Linked DNA regions of Mus musculus: region 2 is linked to region 1. Evidence: chromatin contacts called from public HiChIP or PLAC-seq data. All regions are on one chromosome and are shown on one strand. Each heading gives the region's core, a stretch centred on a gene start, on an enhancer-like site or on the middle of the called end of the contact. The rest is flanking DNA. Distances are from core to core; before and after follow the strand shown.

Region 1 (5,990 bases), core at 2,600-5,099:
TCCAGAATCATCAGCAAAGACAGGCAGGCACACAAGAATCCTAGCAAAGGAAAGTCCCTCATCCACCCTGAGTGTCTCTGGGCTCTTCTGTCACAGAGCCCATCCCCCTGTATCCCAAAGCTGGGGAGCTGACACCTCTCTCCCCAACAGCTGCCTCATGTGTAAAGACAGTCTCCAACCAGACCCAGATTCCTTGTAGAACTTTCTCCTCTGTCCTTGCGTCTTACTTTCCATCTAATCACAGAGAAAGAAGGTGTCTCTCTCCTCAGTCATCACAGACAGCCACAGCCGACCCCTCTTACATGAGCAGGTGCTCTGGTGGGCCTTGACCTCATCTGACTCAGTCTCCCCACCAGAAAGCTGGAAGCAGCCTTGCAGGGTATCCTGACTTCCAAGAATCACACAGCCAGCAGTGACAGAGCTGTAACTCCTGATTTGGTCCTATTCTTTGATATGACCCTCTTTGCCTCCGAGGTAGATAGGGACATTTGCCTCACTAAATAAACATTTTGTTGTTTCAATCCCATCCCCGAGGTACACAGGAAGTGGTCACCTCACTGACTGAGGCACGCAGGAGCTTCCTGGTCACTGTCCCTCAGTACCATCGCCACCAGAGAATCAACGACTTAGGAGTGGAGGAAGCACACACCTTGGGTGATATCACCCAGTCAACACTTACAGCCTCCCGGCCCGGGAAAACCTCTCTCCATCAGAGAAGATAGTCGTCCCTGCCCGGTGACACCCTACCCCCAAAACACATTCAGACAAATGATCATGGATCCCACACTCAGAGCCGGACACAGCCACTGACTCCTAGAAAAGCCATTTCCTTAACAGCCGCCATGGGGGCCACTGAAAAGAACATGCTAGCACCATGCCACACCTCCGGGATGTGGGCTTCCACGGATTCCCCCTAACAAGTGTTCCTAATTCCCAGGGGGGGGTTGCCAGCCCATCTCCTAAGCAGAGCACACAGCAAGAGAGGCAGCTCTAAGAAGGCAGGGAACAGAGGGACCTGCAGCCTCCCAGGCTCTCATTACAGGGAATGACTAAGTGAGCTGGGCTTCCAGGGGAAACCCCACTCTGCTCATGGAGAGGTCTGTTCATCCAGGAGCTATTTAGACTGAGGCAGCTTCCAAGTGCTCTGGCTTGGGCAGTCCCTGCAAAGCAGCAGGTCCCTGGAGGACTCTCTGCTGGGAAGTCTGGGCTCTGTCCATGCAGGTTGCCTGACAAGGAGCACTGCCCACATCAGGTTAAAGGGAGACTCTGGGAATGGGGGAAATCTGATCAGCACCTCCCAGGTTTTTGTGACTAGATCTCTACAAGGAATGTGACAGTCTCCAGCAGCTGTGCGCTGCCTGAAACAGGCTCTATTTGAAACCTCCAACAGCTGAGCCCCTCCCAGCTACCCGCCAGCCAGCCCAGCCACCCCTTGTCCAAAATGACAAACAAATACACAAATACACAGAACAAGCAGGCACTCACACGAGTACACATATACACATGCAAACACCAGCAAACTGGGACCAAGTGGTACAGTAGGGGAAACCGTTTGCCCAACAATTCCCTGCACCTCCAAGCCTTCTGGCATGCAGCTTCCTGGCAAATGCAGCATTGACAAAAACCCACCTTCCTCGACCTCCTTCCCCTCTGGGAAGGAAGCTCTCTCCTCCAACTGAAAGGATAGAGCAATGGAGCGTCCCCCACCCCACCCCACCCCCAAGACAGTGCCTTGTGCCTGCCGTTCTCCATCCAGCGTGCACACACACGTACACTCATCTTTATTTATCCCAAGGAGAAGGAGTTAGGGTGGGAGGGAAGAACCAGGGCTAAGCTGGGGTGCCGACTCCGCGGTGACCCGCTGGGGAAGCCCTGTCATCCCATCCTAAGGAGAGGCGCTCCCCGTTCCCCGAGTGATGGCAAGGCGGTGCCCATGCTCTGCCTGGGTAACACCTGTAGCCATTTTTATCAGGGCATGTTTACAAGGCAGCGGCAGGTTTATTCTGAGTCCTCTTTCCTGAGGGAAGAGACTGCTGATTTCCTCCACCTATATTTTTAACCCGGTGCCCTTGGGAGAGACTCGGGAACATCTCCATTTTACCCTGGAGTCTCTCTGGGAAGAGAAGGGAAATAGAAACTTGGGAAGGGGGGGGGGAGCTGGGGAACGGTACAGGATCCCCACCCCCACCCAGACATTTATTTCTTTTTTATGGGGGGGGGGGAATGGAGTGGAGCAGGGAGGGGAGGCGAGGAGGGAAGTAGCAGGAACTGGCAAACACATCAAGGCAGAGTGTAATTAATTGGTGCGTTAAGCTGCTGGGTTATGCTTTAGTACGCGTGAGCCCGGAGGAAAAGAGCGATTTCTCAGAAGGGATTCTTTAATCCTCCCAAACACAGAGTCTGCACATTAGACACAGTGTGTGGGGATGTCCCCACAAAGGGAAGCAAGAAAGGAATTCTCACAGGACCATGGAAGAAAAACATGGGAAGTTAGGAAATCTCTCAAAATCAATCTCTCTCTCTCTCTCTCTCTCTCTCTCTCTCTCTCTCTCTCTCTCGTCTACATACTCCTTTTGTTGAATGTATAAAGAGAAACCACAGTCCCTACCTTTGAGTACAAACCCCAAGACAGTTCGGTCTCTATCACCATAACAACAATTCCAAACATCCCAAAAATCAGAGCATAGTCACTCAGTCGCTTTCTCTTTTCAAACAGGGCCCTCCTGTGTCCCAGCTTATAGCCAATGTTTTGGTTTTTCCGCTTGTTGGCTTTGGGGAAGGTGGTGCTGCCGGCCGTGGTGCCGGCATGCTGGTGGTTGTGGGTAGCGTTGGGGTGATGGAGCAGAGTCTGGTGGGCATGGTTATCCTCCCTGGAGGAGATGATAATCTCTGGGGGGTTGCTGGGACTGAAGAGCTGGAGGGGTTGGCCCTCAGGCTCAGCCTCGATAAGGTTTCTCCGAGAGGCGCTGAGGCGGCTGAGGGGCTTCATGACCCCACCGCTGTATTTGCAGGAGCTCATAGCTATCTCCGTGAAGGGATTGCTGTCCCGCCGGTGCACCAGGGGGCTGGCCTGCCGGTGCCGGCTGCCTCCACCGGGCCCACTTGTGGCTGTGGAACTTGGAGAGTGGCCAAGCAAGTGGTCATTGAGATTTAGCTGGCTGCCTTGCCTGGAGGAAGGGTGGAGGATGGCGGTAGAGTTGGCTGAAGTGGGGGCCCTGAACGCCGTGGGAGAAGAGTGCAACAGACCAGGATGGACAAGCTGGCTCTGGAGTTGGGCAAGCTGAGGCAGGGGGTGCAGTGGAGCCTGCTGCTGCTGCTGCTGCGACTGCTGCTGCTGCTGCTGCTGCGACTGTTGCTGCTGAGGCTGCGGAGGCTGAGGCTGCAGCAAGGGTCCCGGAGGCTGCTGGGGGACTGCTGGTGGCGCTGGCGGTGGTGGCGGTTGCTGCTGCTGCTGTTGCTCGTCCCCAGAAGATGGACAGGGACACTTGGGGTCTTCATCCAGGTCCCCCACCCCCGAGTCATGGAAGTGCCCAGAAGTGTCCATCTTGGGGCCTGGCTGAGTTCCCTGCAGCACGACCCTCCACCCCAAAGCCACCCTCGTTCCAAAGATGACCTCAAAGAAAGCCAGGCATCCAAGATTCCCCACCAGAAGTGTCTTGGCTCCAGTCCTCTCTCTTTGGTTTGCTTCAGTTCTCTGGGGCTGCCACTCGAGTATGCATTGTATTGGGCGGGTAGAAAAGCCAGGAGAGGAGCCGGGGGAAGGAGGAAGGGGCGAAAAGAACTCTATTCTGAAGGCGGTCCTCTAGGAGTGTATGAAGCAGACTCAGCTTCACTCCTCGCTGGCTCAATAGCTTCGCTCTCCTCCTCCTGACACTGTTATATGGCAAGCCAAGCCCACTTATTAGCCAGCGGTTTCATTGGCTTGGCTTAACTCTCCAACCCCTCCAAACTCCGCCTCCCTCTCAGGCTCCGCCTCCAAGAAGGGGCCTGCCATCCTTCGCTCCTCGCCGGGTGGCAGCGCAACGAGGGCTGGGAACTGTAGTTTTTGCTCCAAGACCACTACCACTCCAACCCCTCCACACTCCACCCGCAAGCTGAGCACCTGCCTTCTTTCCTCTGAAAGGTACGGTCAGGATACTGATGCCCACAGCAATCCCGGCTGAATGTTGGCGCTGGGGCGATGAAAGGAAGGGATCGAGAGCACCCTAAAGGGGAAGCTGTCACCATGCTGGGGAAACCGGGACCGGAGGACAAACGTTGATTAATAGCCAGTATCTGTACAGGTTGTTTTACACATTGGATTCCAGGTACATCTTCCAAAAGCCCAAGGGGATAGGGACTGTGCTCATATTTTACAAAGAAAATTAACACCGGGAGGCATTGAGCATAAACTGACAGAAGCAGAAGGGACCCACTCCTGACAGGGAGAAGCTCACCTACCTACCACTGTCAGAGCACCTGCGCTGTGTACAGGAGCCTCTGTTATTTCCAATCCTCACATCAACCCTATGAAGTGACGTCATCATCCTAAAAAAAGAAATAAAAGAAGGAAAAAGGAAAGAAAAGAAGCCCACTCACACGCAGATAAGAAATATGGCTCTTGTCACCCAGCTTGTAATTAAAGGCACTAGGATTTGAGCAGAGATCAGCCTGAGTCCACCACTCTTCTTCCGCTGCCTAGATGCTCCCCCCCCCCCATGATGATCAACACACAGTGGCTGTTCAATAAATAGTATCCACATGATGGATGGGAAAGGGCCAAAGAGAATCTGTCAAGGAAGAGCCAACTTCCCCAAAGCAGGATGTTTTAGTAACCTGGATCCAGCCTCTTCCAGAACAGCTGGGTCTGGAGTCACCTCAGGGTCGATGAGGACGACTGGAAATCCCAGTGGCTCCATGTCTGATCTGCCCCATGGGTCTCTGAGAGTCAGAGCTGGAAACAGCTGCTGGCTTCCCTGGTTCAGACTCCTCCTCATAAAGTATTTATTAGACTCCCACTGTGTGCAGAAGACTCTCCAAGGGGACAAGACCAGAGATGAATTTATTTCCATTTTTAATTGGGACAGCCTTAGCAATTGGGGGGGGGAGTGCTATGAATTCCTCTAGGCACACCTGGGCTCTAAGAGGGAGCATCTTCCTATCCACTTCCCAGCTCCCCACCATCCTCAGGCCTCTGTCTAGTGTCTCCCCTAGATAAGTGTGGAAGTACACATATCCAGATGCATGTGTGTGGTCACACCCGTGTACAGGTATGAGCACACACTTGCTCACACACACCCATCATGCTTCCAGAGCTTTCCCCCTGAATAGCAAGCATCAAATCGCCATGCCAGGGAGCATGGTAGAGTTCCCACCAATGAGCTGAGTGCCCTCTGCATACCAGTCCTCGCCTCTGCAAGCTGCTATGAAGACTGAGAGTAAACTGCTTGCACCATAAACCACACCCTCAGCTACCTGATAATGACAATCAATCTTGCACAAGATTGCTATCAATGATGATGGAGCAATGTGTACATACACACACACACACATGCACTCATGTGCACACGCCCTGGTACAAGCCTAGTGTCTCAGGCACATTTCCATCATCAGACAGGCCCCCAAGTCCCTACCTTACTTTCCAACATGGTCAGCCTGCCCAGTCCCTCTTCTCACCTGCCTCCTTCATTTCCCTCCCTCTTCAATCCGCAGAGTCAACAGTCTGACTCAAGGCTCCAGATCACATGATTAGGTTTTATGATCGAAAATAAATTAATACTAATACATTGTTAGAAGCAAAAATGTGCTGCTAGTACTGGACTTTCATGACAGATATAGATTCTGTGCTGCGGAAAATTAATTTCTAGGCCTGGAAGTTTCTTTGCCCACTCTACCACAATAGGTTGTCTTCTGCCTCCACTAACCTTCCTGGGTCACAGCAGGATCCAAATAGGGCAGGTATGCCACTATCCTGGATAGAGCTGCTCTACAGCCAGAGCCCAGAGGTTCAC
Region 2 (5,519 bases), core at 88-2,587, 130 kb before region 1:
AGCCAACAGCCGGTGCTACCTGGAAGGACTGGGTGGAAGCTAGACAGGCCGGATGAATTAATGTCAGAATGACTCCCATTTGTGTGATTCACAGACTACAATTCATGTTTTCTTTCTGCTTAGATATTCAAGGGATTAATATTGCCTGTTCTTGCAAGGATCTGCTTTCATCAGGGAAGCCACTAATCGTCTACTACCAACTCCTTCCACGCTGGACCCTGCTCTGAGAATTCACTGGAGTCTTGGGAACAGCCTTTGACCTGTGAGTCACCTTAACTGGATGCATGGGCTATATGGAAAGGGCAAAGAACAGGCTTCCCTAGTGGTCACAGAGGTCGGAGCCAGCTTCAGTTCAGACAAGGATGCCCAGAAGGTCCTTTGTAACATTTCTGTCATGCCAGCTGTCAATCTCCCTCTGTGAGAATCATTCCTTTTGTGTTTATTTCCCTGGGAAAAGATATAAGATATTACCGGGACATTTCAGCAGATTTGAGTGTTCGGAGAAAAGTGAGATGTTATTGAATTAAGTAGGCACCTCACATCACAGGCAAGCAATAAATATCCATGGATTTGATTTTCAGCCCTATTCCTCCAAAAGTAAGTGGCCTTGAAGAGGATTTTAGTGAATTATTTTTGAAAGATTGAAATTAACAACCACAACCTCATCTCCTTCTACAATTATAGTGCGGGGTATGTGTGTGTGTGTGCTAATTTCCCTAGCCCCTGAGAGAGCGGGCTTTCCTCATTTTATTTTCCTCTTGTATCTGATTTACTGGGTGGAAAAGGGGTAGGACAAAGGAATAGAAAGAAAATACAAAGTATACTCTTGGCTCTAAAACGCCACGGGAGCAAACAGGGAATGTTACTGTTTCTGTTCTTGGCAAACAGCCTCAGAAAAGATCTGGGAGACAAACCCCTCTCCCCTTGCCCGTGGGGTTTCAAAGCAGTGAGCTGAGTAGACTCCGGATGACACTTGCATTTTCGACTGCCCATACCCTAGCCTTCCCCTCCATGCTGAGGCTGACTGAGGCTGGCTTAGAGAGGAGGTTGAGGCTGAGGCTGAGGCTGAGGCTGAGGCTGAGGCTGTCCTCCTAGCATTTGGTATGGTTGCTGCAGGGTGACAGTGTCACATACTGTCATGCCTGAGCTCTGTTTTCTTTTGTTTGGCTGGTGGCTCGGGGCCATGATGCTCCTTGTGGTCTGTATGCCAATGATATGTCAAGATTTGCTTGTACAGGTTCCTTTTTTATATCTGTGGCAGCTCTTTAAAGAAACCCCCAATCAAAGACCCAACAATCAAACGCCATAAATAATTCTGCTGAGGCGCTGAGAGGCCTTGGCAACCGCAAACTCTGTGCTGGCTTCCCCGAGGGCCCGCCTGCTCCTTCCCAGTCTCTTTTTGTTCTGTCTTCCCGCCTGTCTCTATTTCTAACACATTTTTTATGGCTTTGAAACGTTAATCACAGAAGAGTTTCTCTAGTACTCAAATCCCCAACTAAGACTGTGGGGTTTGCTGGTAGATTCATGTCACCTTGAAGCGTTTCTCTGGGGATCAATGCCCAGTTAGCGCCCAGAGTCCTGGTTCTTCCTCTAGAGAAGATCAGCCACCCAGGAGGGCATACATCTGACCTTCCTTCAGGCTCCCATTTGTTTCCAGAGTCTCGCTTGAAAACCGTCCTTAAAGAAATAGCTCCTACCTAGTTTGTTGGGCCTGTTGTTGTCCTGGAAGCCTTATTCTTTTCTGTTCTTAGAGGAGCTTATTAATTTTTTTTTTAAAGACAGGAGTTGCTAGATGGCCCAGGCTGGCTTCATATTTATGGCAATCCTCCTGCTTTAGCCTTTTGCGTTCTGGGATCACTGTGCCTGGCTGAAATGAGCTTCCTTCTCTCTGACAATTCAGTGGGGGAATCTGAGCAGCAGCTAATCACCCCATCCCTGCACTTTGAGTTTATCCTCTTCCTAAGCTGAGTTCATAAGGATGCAAGTGAGAGCCATTATCCAGACAGCCCAAAAGGGGAAAACGGATGGTGGCGTTTTGGTGAGCAACAATATTTGGGAATGTGGGCTCTACTGGAATAATCTCTTTAAATGACTTTTTAAAGGGATTGGATTTAGGTACAACTCCAGTATAATTTTAAGGCTCTCTACTGGCCTTAATGAGAATCATGAAAATATTTGAGCATAGTCAAAAATATAGCATCATCCTGTGTGGTTGATTTGACCCCATCAGGCAGGGAGGCGAGACGGCTTCTATCACTGTGTGCTATTGATCTAATTATCAGGAAAATTATCTGGTTGCTGGAAGCATGTGGTGACTCACCTGGTTTGTTGAGATTCATGCACTCAGTAGGGGCATTGGGTAGTGCATCAGTAGGGGCTGTGCGCCTGAGCTGCATGCTCCTAACCTGCACTCAAAGGAGCATTGCTAAGCCACACCCGGTGTCTGATCTTTTTCTGATCAGCTCCCACTTCGGCTGTGGACCTGCATGAAGGCATGGGTGTGAGGTGGCTTACCCGTTTGGTGAGCTGAGTGTCCATCATGAAGTTGTGCACATGCTTCTCTGCTTTGGTGAGTTCGAGCTTTCGGGCAACCACAGCTACCACAAGGGCAGTGCAGCCTGCACCCTGCCAGAGGACGTCAGAGGGTCCCAGGAGAGAAAACACACAGTTAGGAGGTAAAACACAAGACTTGGTGTGCCCCAGGCTTAGTGTTGGCATTTCAAGGGAATGGTATAAGACTTTGAGTCTCTAATTGGTCAAGACATGCCATAAAGCTTGTCAAAACCTGCTTGCGCCCCAATAGCCCCATGAAAGAGGGGGTCTGCAATGCTTCTTGCCTTGTGACCCTGGCTGACCTGTGGGAGTTGATTCTTCAAGTTCTCAGTGCTGTGTGGCTAGAATGAGCCTTCCCGGAGGGAAACCCTAGGGTAATCAGGCCCCTTGCAGTGTGGCAAGTGACAGACAGTCCAGCACCTGGAGGCCACGTCTGCTTTGTCTCATTCGTCCCAAGCTCACATCCACAGGCCCAGGGGGAAAACCCATGTGCAGACTGCAGTGTGTAGCCCACACCGGGCAGTTGAGAGAGTCCCGAGAACAGCCAAATGAAGAGCAGATAACTTTTCCCCAAAGATGAATATGGCCATCTTTGGGTATATGGCCATCTTTGGGATGAGTATCTCCCAGGGGGATACTTGGATAGGCACTGACTGCTGTGCCTGCCCTGTGTGTGGGTCTTTCTTCTTGAGGCTCTAGGCTGTGACTCAGCACAGGCTTTCAGAAGGAGCCTCAAGTACATTTTAAAGGGGACAACACTTCTGCCGACAGCCAGGATTTAAGTGACCCAGTAGAACACTCTCAGCCCTTCCAGAATCATGTTCTCAGTCTGCTCAGGTAGCTCCCATCTCCCAACTCCCTCAGGGGAACACAGAGGAGGAGCAAAGCAGCAGGCCTGAGCTGAGCCACAGAAAAGCAGGCTGCCTTTCCTGCCTAGTCCTTCAGCTATCCACCCAACTGTCATTGTCGGAGCAGGGAGCAAGGTCAAGAAAGCAGTGTACGCCTATGTTTAGAAACACTCCTTGGTGCTGCTTGGTGGCCTGCGAGTCCTGAGGGAGGGAGACAGAATCCCTTCACCTGGTTCTCTAGTGGCCCATGGAAGCCATCCCTGGCCTCTCCTCACAGACCACTGCTCTCTGAGTATGGTGCCATCCTGATCACCAACTTTGGAGAAAGGTAGAGGACTTAGGAATTCTAGCAACCAGTCCCCATGCCACAAAGCCCAGCATGGAGCCCAGATTAGCAGTTTGAGATGCTGGGATGAAGGAATCTACCAGCAACAGTTTTGGCTTCCTGGGTTTTATACTACATGTGAGAAATGAGGAGAATATTTCTCAGAAATGCTACAATCTATAGCCAACTTGGGGCAAATGTATTTCACACACCCCCTTCTCTGTGATGAAGGCCATCCTGTGTGGGATGCTGATGTGGAAAGTGGCACTGCCTCTCCCCAGCTTTCCACACGGATCCCATTAACACAGCAGAAGGACGCTCTGCCCATTCGGCCACCTAATCCGAGGGCAGAGCCCAGTCTGTGAACTTTTCTTTTCTGGCCTCATTTCCCCTGTCCATTTGGGGATGGCTGCATTTTCTTGGCATCTGGGACTTGCTGGAGACTTGGTGCCCAATTTTTAGAGGATATGGGCAATTGGACAGCTCAGTCTATAGCTGTAATCAATTTAACCAGCCTGTCAAAAGCAAAAATAGCTTAAAAGAAACTGTCCTGGAGGGAGGATACCCCACCCCCAAGCAAAGCCAGCGCCATCCATCTCCTTTGTATAGAACATCCAGAAAGAAGGATGTGTCCTAGCATTAAAAATGGACATCAGAGGGAGAGGGTTCTCCCCAGGCTCTCCTGGGTCCAGAAATAATTCCACTTAAATCACCCCGGAAAGCCGGGTGTGACATCTGAAGAGCGAGTCACCCTTCTGCTATATGGATCTTGGGAACATCATCAAAACAATTGGTCATGCCCCAATTGCTGGGGTCTAGACGGGAGCCCTGCAGCTCCAGCCCTGGCCCACAGCTTAGCTGGCTGACGCTGTGACTACAGTGGACTGCCAATGCGAAGGGCAGTGCTTAACTAAGGAAATACCCATCTTACATGAGAAGGATACTTTGGGGGTTGAGGGGGCAGCATGGAGGCAAGAAAGTAGACTAAATCCCAGAGCCCGGTTTCTATTCAGCCTAAAAATGTAAACATTCCCTCAGAGATACCCTTCTGAGGATGCTACCTTCTTCACGCCATTCCCACTTCAGTGGGTATGCACAATCTTAATGAGAAATTTGTTAGATTTAATTATCTGTGTGCATGTGTATGTATACGGGTGCAAACATGGGGGTCAGAGAACAACAGAAGAGAAGCCAGTTCTTTCCTTGTACCTATGGGTCCTGGGGATTGAGCTCAGGGTATCCGGCTTGGCAGTATGCCGTTAGCCAATGTGCCGTCTTGCCAGCCTTCACCCTTTGCTTTCTTTTAGATAATTCAATGACTGGATGTAATTAGGGAGATCACGGATGATGATGCCAGAGCTATTAATGTGTATAAGAGGCAACTCTGTGAATGTGGTATCAAGCAGCAACAACCCCCAGAAAATGGTGTGAGGTGTTTACAGCCCAGGCTGCTGGTCCTCTCGAGGATGACTGAGAAGATGGGGGAGCAGGGGAAATGGAGAATGAGATAGAAAACAACTTGGCCATATTCTAATCAGCACTAATCAGAAAACAGAAGGAGAAAGCCAGGGATAAGAAACAACGAAACAACCAAACAACAGTTGGGTGTGAGAAGGAAGAGTGAAGAGCCAGGGTTAGAGCGAATGCTCCATCTGAGGTCTTTAGAGGACACCCAGGAAGTGCCATGAGGCCCCCTTCCCAATGGCCAGCCTGTCTATCCCTATGGGTTTGATGGTGACCACTCTGTGTTCCCTTGGAAATGTCTTGTATCTGAGAGTGACCCCAGGGTTGTA

Evidence for each region. HiChIP or PLAC-seq counts read pairs in DNA pulled down with a chosen protein or histone mark.
Region 2: a contact with region 1 is called in an H3K4me3 HiChIP or PLAC-seq map of forebrain, with 4 times the contacts expected there. The contact joins the enhancer-like site here to the promoter of Kcnn3 in region 1. A contact is called at or near these places in 10 of 39 promoter capture datasets (the 3T3-L1 cell line, the HPC-7 cell line, embryonic stem cells and 6 more), 1 of 15 datasets of contacts at CTCF or cohesin (stem cell-derived epiblast-like cells), 11 of 484 Hi-C or Micro-C datasets (bone marrow, bone marrow-derived macrophages, cerebral cortex and 5 more), 13 of 115 datasets of contacts at active chromatin or transcription factors (bone marrow-derived macrophages, embryonic basal ganglia, embryonic forebrain and 8 more) and 3 of 9 other capture datasets (adipose tissue, liver and pancreatic islet).

The regions. Positions count from the first base shown.
Region 1 is chr3:89,518,023-89,524,012 of GRCm38.p6, reverse strand. Kcnn3 (potassium intermediate/small conductance calcium-activated channel, subfamily N, member 3) reads right to left here and starts at 3,849. Exons shown (of 8, transcript NM_080466.2): 1 at 2,609-3,849. The coding sequence starts at 3,544.
Region 2 is chr3:89,649,124-89,654,642 of GRCm38.p6, reverse strand. It overlaps Kcnn3 (potassium intermediate/small conductance calcium-activated channel, subfamily N, member 3), which reads right to left. Exons shown (of 8, transcript NM_080466.2): 5 at 2,515-2,625. Among named protein-coding and RNA genes, the nearest start is that of Adar, 79 kb to the left of the region's middle. Within about 2 kb of position 1,337, at least 27 of the 459 cell types and tissues checked have an H3K27ac peak or open chromatin away from gene starts, as enhancers often do. A contact at or near this core is called in cerebral cortex, cortical neurons, forebrain and 2 more, where this site is marked.